2 separate regions of the Gossypium arboreum genome follow, and region 1 is linked to region 2. The links are chromatin contacts, called in public Hi-C maps. All regions are on one chromosome and are shown on one strand. Each heading gives the region's core, a stretch centred on a gene start, on an enhancer-like site or on the middle of the called end of the contact. The rest is flanking DNA. Distances are from core to core; before and after follow the strand shown. Region 1 holds the start of LOC108477233. Region 2 holds the start of LOC108479404 (zinc finger CCCH domain-containing protein 17).

Region 1 (6,445 bases), core at 3,033-5,532, 280 kb after region 2:
CCAGACTAAACTATAATAAATAGATTCTTTTTATACAAAGGAGAGCACATTAAGCTTGAGAAACTATGAGGGCATCCTTCCAGGAACTAATTACTTAAACCTCATGACTAAATGATGATATTTGGAAACAACCAAAAAACCAAATATAAAACATCCCTATTGACTTTGGGTATTCAAAATAAATCATGTTGAACTGCATCATATCCCTAACCTCTTTATACCACATTCTGAACAGAACTTGGATGTTTCCCTCAGGTAAGGTGCCCCACATTCATCGCAGTATTTCGCTGGATTTGTAGGCTGAAAGGTAAGCATTTCACGTGAGGTCAGTATATATAATGATTTTTTTTATCAACAAATGCATAAACATTCCTTTATTATGCTTTTGCAATGACATTAAAGCATGTAAATTATAAAACACAAACAACAAAGTGCAAGCATGCAAACTAAAGATTGGAAAAAGGCCAATAGAGTCCCTCACCATAACATGTAAGCGTGCACCAACATGACCTCCTGTTAAGGGTTGTAAGCAAGCTATGTGTTGAGACATGGTTGGTGACTGGTGAGCATGACTAATTTCAGGTAAGTGGGATGGTGGCCCACATTGATGAGTCTGGGGAAAATGAGCTCCATGTTGGTTTGGGTGAACTGGTTGATGATGGTTCTGGTGAATAGGATGAAATTGGGGCTGATGTGACATTGTTGGTATATGATGCTTGGAAGGAGTCTGCTGCTGAGTCTGCAATAATTGAAACAGTTTAGCCAAAAAACAATATCAACTACAACTTGTGGCACTATATACTGTTTAAAATAGCTGACCCAAGTCATTTGGAATGTTTTCATAGGAGGTAAGACATTTGGAATTTACTTGCAACGCACTTAACACTCCTTTTCAAATGTTAGAGGCCACGGAAAATATCCAGAATTCATAATCCAAACAAATTCTTCATTAAACTGTTCTATAAATGTCTAATATAAGTTCAACTTACTACAAACAATTTTCATTTTGATCTTCGAATACCATAGAACATGAGATGCCTAAATTAACTTGCAGACACTGTTGTTTCCAGATGCTAGAACTCATAAACTGATTATCATATTTAATTACTTAAAACTTGAAATTCTTCACCGAACTGAATGCCTAAATTCAAAGAAAAAAAAAAGGTCCACGAACAAAAGACTAACTAGAAAATTCTTCTCCTCAAATTTTTTCCTTTTAAAACTTCTAGGATTTGTAAGAGGCTCCAATCATGAAAATTCTCCTGCTGAAGAATATATGAAATTGAACATAAGAGGAGAAAGGACCTGTCTGGGCTTTTTATCCTTCTCGTCCAAATTTTATATGGAATAACCTCCTTCGTTTAGCTAAGCAAGTAGAATAGAAAGAGCTTATCCATTTTCAGAAACAAGAAAAGGAAAGTAAGTGTATATATAATTTCTTATCTATTTACTTCTAAACTCCAAGATTTCTATTTTTAGAAACACAAACAAACACATTCTCTTCTCCATGCTAAATTTAATGCAGTTATATGGAAACTCCTGTCCAAACAACGCTTATCAGCAAAGAGCTTACTTCATTGACGGTGTGAAACCCTTGTGCATTAGACAAAGGAGAACTGTCAGTGCCAGAGAATGCCTGCAAAAATATAAATGATTACAACATCATATATTTCATGGGCAAACAAATAGATATTTTACTTACAATGAGAGAGAGAGAGAGAGAGAGAGAGAATCCTTAACATTACCTTTAAATCCTTAAACAGATAAATGCACCTTTATAGTATGTATTAAGTGATTTTATGCCATATTTCCATAGCTTGGACCTAACTCATAAATTCTAAAGAGTTTTAAGGAATATTGGAAATTAGATTTCCAGAAATATCCAGTGGACCTTATTGTTCAAAGATTAAGAATCAAGTTGGAAAAGAAGGTACAAAGCTTACAGGCAAAGCAGGGATGTTAGATACTGTGTTTGATGTGACACGCCTATACTTGTGCCTTGGAGAATAAAACTTGTAGTCTTGAGCAGAGATAGCAACCTCATTCCGACCTGTTAGCCGTTTAAACCTTGAGCAAATAAAGACATAGTCAAAGGGAGTCAGAACATTGGAAAAAAGCCACTCAAAATCCTCAAAGTCCAAATGTCCAACCTGTCAGCTGTTAAGGAAGTCTCTAATGCATGGAAAAGAGAAAAAGTTATCCATGCACTAACCCATATTATGAGAATCCAGCTAGTAAATGGAAACTTAGATACAACCAAGTGAGTCATGTCATGAGAATCCAGCTAACTTTTGAATTTTGATTAGCGGAAAGCAATAAGTTGATTCTTATGCAACTCATCGAAGGAGCATATGCAGATCTCCTTAGGGAGGATCAATTAGTCAAATAAATAAGAAATAGCAGACACATGCACTGACAAACTAGTAAAATAAATGGAGTGATGCTGATAAAGACCAAGACAGAAATCAGATGCAAAGAAAACAAATCCATAGGAAGAACTTACCACTCAGAATCCTCAACAGGCACATTATTTGGTCTCTCGACAATATCCAAACCATTGACAACTACAAAACGAACTCTCTTTTCTTCTTGTATAACTAGTTCTGGAAACCTTGTCCTTGTTTCGTTAGAAGTTGCAAGTTCTCTTCTTTTATACATATAAGAACCTAATATGAATTAAAGGGCCAGATTATTTTTTCAAGAAATGCAACAAGATATTATCCTCATAAAATGGCGCAAAAGAACATGCTACCTTTTTTAGGGAATCTTTTAGCCAACCTTCTGTACAATCCACCAGCAGCTTCAAGCGCTACCCCAATGGTCTTATCACGAATGCCATTCAAGGAAGCAATCCTCAAGTTTACATCTTTAACTAAAGTTTCATACAAATTGGCAACATACATTAAGGGCAAAGCAAACCTAGGATCGCCTTCATATTGTATATCTCCTGTCTTTCTCTTATTCAGTTTCTCTTGTCCTGACTGAGCATTATATTCCACAGGTGACTCGTTATCAACCACTTCAATCACATGGTCATTAATAAAGTTATCCAATATGATTTGCAAAAATCTGGCCCTTGCTGATTCAATAGGTGAAACATCTGTGATTTAAAAAAAGTCCAATTTTGGAAAAAAAAATAGTCAATCTCTATTCACAGAATTTAAAACCAATTTCAAAGTCTAAAACAGTTTGCTTTTTATTTTTAATACTGACTTTTTTCGTAAGAAAAAAAAAAGAGCAAAACTAGCATACGGATTCGAAAAGCCAAAAATACTCTTAAAGAATTACAATATGAAAACTTATTTTCAAGAGAAAAATTCAGAGAATTGTTTTTATAAAGAACAAAATAATTATGTTAAAATTAGTACTGCATTTTAGTCGATTGCATTCTATTTAAAGCAAAATTTTCAGGAAGCAGAAAAAAATAAATTAAAAGTGGAACAGTATCAAGAAATACCTAGATAAATAAAAGCAGCAACTGAAGCCTAAAGAATTAAATCAAAATTTGTCTATACCTTCAATTGTCAAAATACTGAAAGCTCCTCTGGAAGAATCAGCATTGTCTAAGCTAGACCGATCTTCTTCCTCCGCTCCAACGCCATGAATTGGCAAAGAATTTCTATAAGATTCATGCAAACACTCCTGGTACCAAATTTAAAAAAAAAAAAGATCATTAAATTTTTTTTTAATAAAAAAGGGAAAAAAAGAAGAAGAAGAAATGATAGTATACAGACAACAGTAGTGGAATCGGGATGGGCGTGATCGTGGTGATCCAAAGCATCAGTGGCATCAACGGCGTCGATTTCAGAAGGTCGAGAATCAACGGTGTTGAGGTCGTGAAGAGAGGTGGGGATGAAGGAATTACTATAGTGCTGGACTGGAAGTCTACTCCCCATCCTTTTATTTTTAATTCAACACTTTCTTCTTTCGCTTCGTTGTTTTAGGCTGCCAAAAGCAAAGACAGAGAAACACTATTAGAGAAAAAGCCATGATGGTATCAACTAGCAAGCTTTAGGGTTTTCTTCTTTTCTCTGGTTGGATTGCGGGAAAGGAGAGGAGGAAGGGCCAAAGGTTTTTTATTTTTTTAACGGCTATTTACAGAAGAAAAAGGGAAGAACAAAAAAATCCAAGCCTGAAACCACACCTGAAACCCAAGCCTCGGTCTTTTCTCTCCACACCTCTTCCCAAACCACTAGGGTTTTACTCTTTTTTTCCTTTTTTTTTTATTTATTTATCTCCTTTTCATAAGCTACTTTGTTTATTTTGCTCTCGGCGCCGCTGTTGTCCTTATTTTCTTATTTTCCATCAATTTTTAAAATTTATTTATTTTTTAAAAAAGTATGGTTTTATTGATACTCTATAACGCATATAAATAAATAATTAGATTGATATCACTAATCAATTAATTAAAAATTATTAAAAGTTTTTTATAAAAAATATATATTTTTAAAAGTATTTATATCTTTTGTAATTTGATAAACTTTAAAAATATATATACATAATAAAAATGAAAATAACAAAAACTGAATCTAAATTATCATGACTTTTACTAATTTAATCTTACTATTTCAATTCAAGTCATATTTAGCTATCAAATTGCTTATAAAATTGTTACGTTAATATTTTCATCTATATAATAGGTATGTCATAATATAGTATATATAAATGTTACTGGAGGTAATTTACATTTTAGTGCCGAGAGTCCCAAGTTGTTCAAGGTTGAGATTAGAATAGCATTCTTTTGGTGCATGAGTTGTAACAATTCAATTTTTAGTAGTGTCGAAAATGACTGTTGTAAAATTTTATTTTCGATGATTGAGTCTGTAAATATTTTTATTTAATATTTGTAATGTTAGCATAAAAGTTAATTAAAATTTAGTCCCTTGATTTTGATGAATGAATAATTAATTAAGTTATAAGGGCTAAATCGTAAAAATTGAAAAAGTTCAATTGTTAATGATTTTTAAATTGCTAAAGGACCAAATGAGCAATTGGACCTTTTATTTATATTTGATAGTGGAAAGTGGTAGAAGAATCCACTATATAATGTTAATGGCTTGATTAGTTAAGTTAATTATGTTTAATTAATTAAAATAAGGTTAATTAATCATTAATCTAACTATAAAAGACAAATTAAAAGGATAAAGTTATCATATTTATTTTCATCTTCTTTCTTGCAGAATCTTGGAGGAGAGAAAACTCAAAGACATGTTTCATATTCGGTTACAAAATTGGATAGATTGGAAATTGGATCAAATAAGAAACTAATCAGGAAAAAATAAAATTAGTCCTTAAAGTTTCAACTTAATTGCTAATTTTGTCAAGTAAGTTTATATAGTATGTTTGTATTTAAATTGTTATATATTTGAATTATAAATTTGTGTATGTTTGACGGTAATTTGAATTGTTTACAACTTGATACAAAAGATAAGATATGGACTAAATCGTAAAGAAATGATAAATTCTTGATAAATTGAATATCGTGAATTGCAATTTGAGATATCTAATGAATTTATAGTTGATTATGATTGAATGAATCATATTGATATGGATTTGACTGATTTTCGAGATAGATGATTAAATTGAATAAAATTGAAAATAGTATAACTTAGTGAAATTGTGAAATTGGCTTGGAATTGAGATGATTCATGTTATGCTATGTAGGAAATGATATATTGATTGATTAATTGATAATATTGATATCAATAGAATGGGAATCAAACTTATAATGAAATTAGATTATTGGTTACCCTATTAACTGTTCAGGCAGAGTCAGATATAGTTGGCGTGTCATAGGATAGTTTGAGTAGAAATGACTTCGGCTACGTGTCGATGAGTACTTGGTACAAATTTTACTTCGGTTATATCGATGAGCGCTGGATGCAAACTATTTACTCCAGAATTGTCTAATAAGGCATTGGGTGCCAAATTGGTACGTTAATTGGATCCATGTATCCGTTTGATTCCGAGTCAAGTTAATAGGGATTTAAAATGTAAAAATTGATATTGGTATTTGAAATGAATTTCGATAGAGTATGAAAGATTATGCAAATTGGATATACAAGTCCAAATGATTGATATGAAAATGTAACGGATCAATCGGTTCAATTCGGAAAATGATATGAATCTTATATTGAATTGAGTAAATGTTGATTGATTATGTGAATGGAATTGTAATGTTGATTATAAGTGAACTGGAATGTTATATAATTCTATATAATATGGTTATATATTGAACTCACATTATTAATATGTGGTTGCCATGTTTAGGCAAACTTGTTAAGTTAGTAGCTTATTGTATTAAATGGTAAATTGAGGTTAGTTGTTGTTTAATGCCTATGAACTTACTAAGCATTCGATATGCTTAACCTGTTGTGTCCCCTTTCCTTGTAGATTACCAACTTGCAAAACATGTCAAGTGGATCATCGAGAAGCTCACACTATC
Region 2 (6,135 bases), core at 2,616-5,115:
ATTTACTTAACAATAAAAAATTAACTCTCAGAATTAAAAACATTTGATATAAATAACAAATTCATCTACTTAATGATAAAATAATATTAATTAAAATATATAATAAAATTAAACAATAATTACTGATATAATAATTTTCATAATTTAATTAATATATTTGGAATATAAAAATATCATTAATATGTTTTGAAATATTAAAAGTATCCTTATTAACTCCAATAACTCTAAAAGGAGTTGAAAATGTATAATATATAGATTGTGATAATTATAATTGTAGTTTTATTTTATTTTTAAAATTGTGCTAAATTTATTAATGTAAAATAGAGTTATTATTTGAATACAATTCTAAGAATCTTAATTAACATCTAATTAATATTAGAATTTTATACCAATTAAAGTTTAAATTTAGATTTATAAATAAAAGTCAATAGTTAAGTATATTCAATCAAGTAGTAAAAAATTGGAGATTTTAGCATTAATAAGTTCTAATTATAAAAAAATGGAAAATTAATTCAATTCAAGAGGTAATCTCAAATCATATTCGAACAATAATGGAACCGAAGAGTGATAGAAGATTATTTTGATTGATAATGAGGTAATATAATAGCATGTCTTCAGTATCGACCCATATATGTAACGAAGTATTAAAAGTAGAAAAGGACGAAGACAAATATTTTACGTGACAAACCCTCAAAAAAGGAAAATCATAGGCAAAAGAGGTATCGACTTTTCACTAAATGAGTAAACAAATGGGAGTACAATATGGAGGAAATAAACCTAAATATACTAAATGTACAATAACCCAAAACCCCGAAAATAAAGCTCAAAAATTCAAAGAGCAAACTGATAAACAAAACCCTAAATCTCATAAGACACTCATAAAAGGGATATAAAATACTCTTCATAATTACCATGAAACTCTCATAAAAACTCATATGCGACTACATCTTGTCGCCCTCAAGAAAAAAACCCTTACTGATTGGCATATCAAAACAAAGATACAATGACCCTTTAAATAGGCTAAGATTAGAGTTCTAATCATACTAAAATATCCTTGGAATGACAGAGTCTAATTGGGAAGAAGAAGTCTTGCTTGAAGTTTAAAACGCGGCTCCCAAATAGGAAAACATGTCGTGATGTTGTTTTTTCCTTGTCATGACGTCACGTCGTTTTGACGCCGCTCTTTGTTTCTCCAGAAATACGAGGCACACCCCACATTATGATATTATTTTTTAAAATTTTCTACAATTTTATACCGTGTGGAGCAAGCATACTTAAAACTATTTCTTTTCTTTTTTATCTATCTGTAATTTATTTGGTGTAGGTGAAAAATATATTATAGATTTGTTTTGAAAAGAAAGTAAAATTTAGTTTAAATATCTTTCTTGTTTATCATGAACTATTATTATAATTACTACATATTGTTTTACTTTTTTTTAAAATAACTTTAGTTTCAAATTTTTTATTATTTAAAATTAAGAGAAATTATCATTATCAATTATAAGTAAAAATAATTAAAAATACTTTATTTAAAAATTAATTAAGAATTAAATGTGTAAATTTATGTACAACGATGTAACATTAGAAACTAGTAACAGGAAGTATAGATAACGTGATTAGTTAAAAAAGGTTAAATTCTATTATTAGTCCCAAAAAGGTTAAATTCTATTATTAGTCCATGTAATTTGCGAACGTTTTGAATTTAGTCCTGACAGTTTAATTTGGTCAATTTCAATCCTTAAACTTTTCAAATTTTAAAATTTCAGTCCTTATCAAATGGTAATTGTTAAATTCATTAAGTTATAATATTTTCAAATTTTGATGTAATAATCATATTATCATATGTGTAATGTCACGGTCAACTTGTTATTTTCATATATCACTCACTAAAAATCCAATTAATGGAGTAATGCTTATCATTTTCATCAATATTGAAATTTCAAAATTCGAAAAATATAGAGACTTAGAATGATTCAATTAGAGAATATGGACTAATGGCCCATTTGGATGGATGTTTACCTCTAGTGCGGTGCGTTTAGCTTTCGTTTATTCTCACACTATAATATCGCTACAATATCTAATCTTACCGTTGTTACTGTTTTTACACTAACTGCAGGTGAGCCCATCCAAAGGGCCTTAAATCTACAATTGTGCACATAATACATGACTAGTAATTTAATTTAACCAAATGTATTTAATTTCTACTTTTTGAATCATGACTAAAATTTCAAAATTAAAAATTACAAGAATTTTATGTTCTCAATTTAAAAAGTATATAGACTAAAATTGATAAAATAAAAATATAATGACTAAATCTATAACTTTTACAAAATATAAAAACTAATAATAAAATTAAAAAAAGTAGAATCATAAATAATAAATGATTGGCTCATATATAGTGTGATTTCATATAGAATAAAACCATGAAAAAAAATTATGGTATTTAGGTATTTATTGATGACGAGATTCGAATCTGAGATATTAGATTATTAGATCTCAATTTTTTCATTTTAATTAAGATCTTGGTGACATTTAGGTTAAAAAGCTTACATTATAACACAATACAAAAATTCAAACATAAAAAAATATAATAATAATTTATTTTAAGTTTAAAGGTGTAAAAATCCTAAACTTGTTTTAGAAAAAAATTAAGCTCTTTTTTCTTTTTGCACTCATATAGATACTTGAGCTTTTAAAATGTATAAAAAACCCTTAAACCTTTTTAAAAAAGTAATTAAACCCTTTTTTTTACATTCAATTGGGAACTTGAACTTTCAAAATCCATTAAAAACCCTCAATTTTTAAAAAAAAAGCAATTAAGCCTTTGATTTTATTAAAATTAAAAAAATTATAAAAATTATAAAAACTATAAAAATTCAAATCAATAAAATCAATAAATATTATTAAATTTTAATAAAAACTAAAATATTAAAAATTCATTAAAAAATAGTAAAACATATAAAAATTGTAAAAATTATAAAATATATAGAAATATAAAATTTTATAAAATTTTATAAAGTCGTAAGAAAATTATACAAAATGTAAAGAAATATATATTTAAGTAAAAAATTTATAAAAATTATCATACCAAAAAGCATTTATAATTTTTCTATAACTTTTATTGATATTTATTTTTTATCATTTTTCGCCACATGTCACAATCGAGTTGTGATACGTGGTAATTTTAATTGAAAAAACTAGGGTCATTAATTTTTTATGATTTTTATAAATTTTACAATTTTTATTTTTACTTAATTTTATAAAAATTTCTAATTTTTAAATTTTTATTAAAATTTAATAATTTTTCTAAAATTTTTATTTTTATCTTTTATCATTTTTTTCTAATTTTTAGTAAAAGTAAGGGCTGAATTGTTTTTTTTTTTAAAAAAAATTGGAGAGTCTTTTGATACATTTTGAAAGTTCAAGATCTAATCGAGTGAAAAAAAGTAATAACTTCGTTGCTTATTGCTTTTTTTTTCTAAAGAAGTTTGAGAACCTTTTTTATGCATTTTAAAAGTTCAAATACTTAATTAAGTTAAAAAAAAAAAGAAAGGAGAGGCTTAACTACTACTTTTAACAAAGTTTGAAAGTTTTTTAACACCTTTAAGCATTTGTTTTAAGTATAATGAAAATATATTTCACCTTCATTTCACGATTAATAAAATTAATTTTTTTAAAATTCATAATTATATATCCTTATAATATTAATTTTAGAGGTAGAATATGCCTTTAACACTGGTCTAATACATGTTGATAATTTTAGAGTTATAAATTTTAGTGAGTAGACAATAATAAAAAATAAAGATGTAAATTAGTGTATAATATACATCAAATAAAAGGGAAAAAGGAACAACACAAATGAAGTCCACTTAAAAGCTATGGCTGTGTATGTGACATAAGGAACACATCACCACCCATCTTATTATTACAACTTCTCTCTCTTTCCTTTCCTTTCCCATCTCTAACCTTTTCTTTATTATATTTTTCTCTTTTTCCTTTATATTCTCTTTCTTTTTTAGCTTAGCCAGCCTTTCAGGTTTCTTATATATTTCCTTCATCCCCACAATCCCCCAATCTCTTTCCTGGCGGCTCCTCCTCCCTCTTTTCTCTTCGCATCATCTTATCTTTTTCATTATTTGAATATTTCGATCTAATTGAGAAAAGATCTTTTTCTTTTGTTACTTTTTTTGAAAAATCCGCCATGGTAGCGGCTACGCCACAACAACAACAGCAGCAGCAACAGCAGAAACAGGCGGCGGTGGCGACCACAACGGTGACGGTGGCCGGGGCTACAAAGCCATCGGCTGAAGAAGAGGCTTTGAAGAGGAATACGGATTGCGTTTACTTTCTTGCTTCCCCTTTAACCTGCAAAAAGGTTGTCCCCCCTTTTTTTACCCTTAGGGTTTGGAACAAGATCTTGTTGTTTGTTGGATCTTGCTTCGATACTTCAATTAGGGTTTCAGATTTACTTTTCGTTTTCCCTGTTTCAATGGCTCTTTGTTTAGTTATTTATTTAAATTTAAATGATAGGAAGTAATAAAATTTATTGGAAATGTGAAAATTTATTTGTTTGTTTGTTTTTTGAGCTGTTTACATGTTAGATCTTGCTAATTTATATTAGGTTCTTAGTGGTAAAGCCCTAGTGAATACATCTGGGAATATATGACATATTTCCCTTGATGTTTCTTTTATACATCTTAAAGAAAATTATTGGCTTCTCCCCCTAGGGTTGGCTGTTAAATGTGTATTTATTTGATGAATTATGTTAATTTTGGTGCATTAGTTTTGTAGTATTTTGTAATTGATCTGGCGCTATTATAACTTCAAGTTATTCGTGTAAAAGATATGGAAACATTTATGTTCCTTATAAAACTCTTCCTAATTGTCAAAAATAGAAAGTATTTCTAGAATTTGTTGTTTCCATTGTGATGCACTTATGTTGTTGTTTATGATGGAATGTTTTGATGCATCATCTCTAATACTGTTATTCCGGAACAGTTTAGATTGTCGTCTGACTGCGGTTTCACTTTTAGCCTTTCGGAACTATTTTTGTCTGTTTGCATTGGTTTTGAAGTTCTTTTCTAGAAGCATGTTTTGCCATTTGTGAAGTTGCCTTTGACAATATGTCTTCATCAACTCCATCTAGTGTTTATAGATGAGAACTGATTGTTCATTAGATTCTGTAATTAATATTTATTTCCTTCTCAATGCCAATAGGGAAGTGAATGTGAGTATCGTCATAGTGAATATGCCCGGGTTAACCCAAGGGATTGTTATTACTGGTTGAATGGAAATTGCTTGAACCCAAAATGTGGATTTCGACATCCTGTAAGTTTCTTCTCTTCTCTTGCACCAATAGTATAATCTTTGTGCCATGCTAGTCTTACAGGCTTTTGTAGGGAGTCTTGTTGCACTTATGATTTTCAAAAGTGAAGTTTGAAAAATTGCCGGTAATCAAAATTGAATATTTTACCAAGTCACTCGCTGATTTGACAGGAAAAACCATAAAATGAAAAACATTGTATTAAGAAGATCGTGTTTGTTATTTACTCTTCATTAAAAGCTGGTGTTCCATACTTTTGAATCTACTCTACGCTTACTTTTCTCTTCTAAAACATTCATGTACAATTATCCCAACACCTCTTTTACGTTTTAAGATAACTATAATTTCTTTAATATTTATTTAAATGGTCAAGTTACATATTGAGCTATTTCAATCATATTGTGATGTACTTTGGACTGGTTATGATAATTTTTGTGTTATTCTGATGGTGTCTTTTCAGCCCCTTGATGGCTTGTTGGGAACCCAAGCAACAACTCCGACTGGTTCTTCCAAGCCTTCTTCACACACAGCAGCAACTACAGCACCTGCTAGTCATATGCCTTACAGCCAGGGTGCTTCTTACAGCTCCGGCAAACACGCAGTTCCATGTATTTTCTTCCTCAAAGGGCTTTGCATTAAAGGTGACAGATGTGCTTTTTTGCATGGTCCAACTACAAGTAATAAAGCCACACAACTAGCAGCAACTACCACTGCTAGTGAGCCTCATTTATTGAAGAAGACTTTTGGTGCAGTTGAAGCATCTCAGTCACAGAAGTTTCCCCCAACTAATGTTTCCAATACTGTTGGACTAG

The links. Hi-C and Micro-C count contacts between places; a contact is called where the count stands out from the background.
Region 1: a Hi-C map of leaf shows a contact between it and region 2, with 2.0 times the contacts expected there. The contact joins the promoter of LOC108477233 here to the promoter of LOC108479404 in region 2. A contact is called at or near these places in 2 of 5 Hi-C or Micro-C datasets (both in leaf).

The regions. Positions count from the first base shown.
Region 1 is chr1:41,819,369-41,825,813 of ASM2569848v2, forward strand. It overlaps LOC108477233, which reads right to left and starts at 4,283. Exons shown (of 9, transcript XM_017779724.2): 1 at 4,145-4,283; 2 at 3,735-3,945; 3 at 3,516-3,642; 4 at 2,753-3,100; 5 at 2,504-2,666; 6 at 1,944-2,067; 7 at 1,574-1,636; 8 at 482-739; 9 at 1-300. The coding sequence starts at 3,896. The coding sequence ends at 199.
Region 2 is chr1:41,536,800-41,542,934 of ASM2569848v2, forward strand. LOC108479404 (zinc finger CCCH domain-containing protein 17) reads left to right here and starts at 3,866. Exons shown (of 3, transcript XM_017781976.2): 1 at 3,866-4,375; 2 at 5,218-5,328; 3 at 5,784-6,135. The coding sequence starts at 4,202.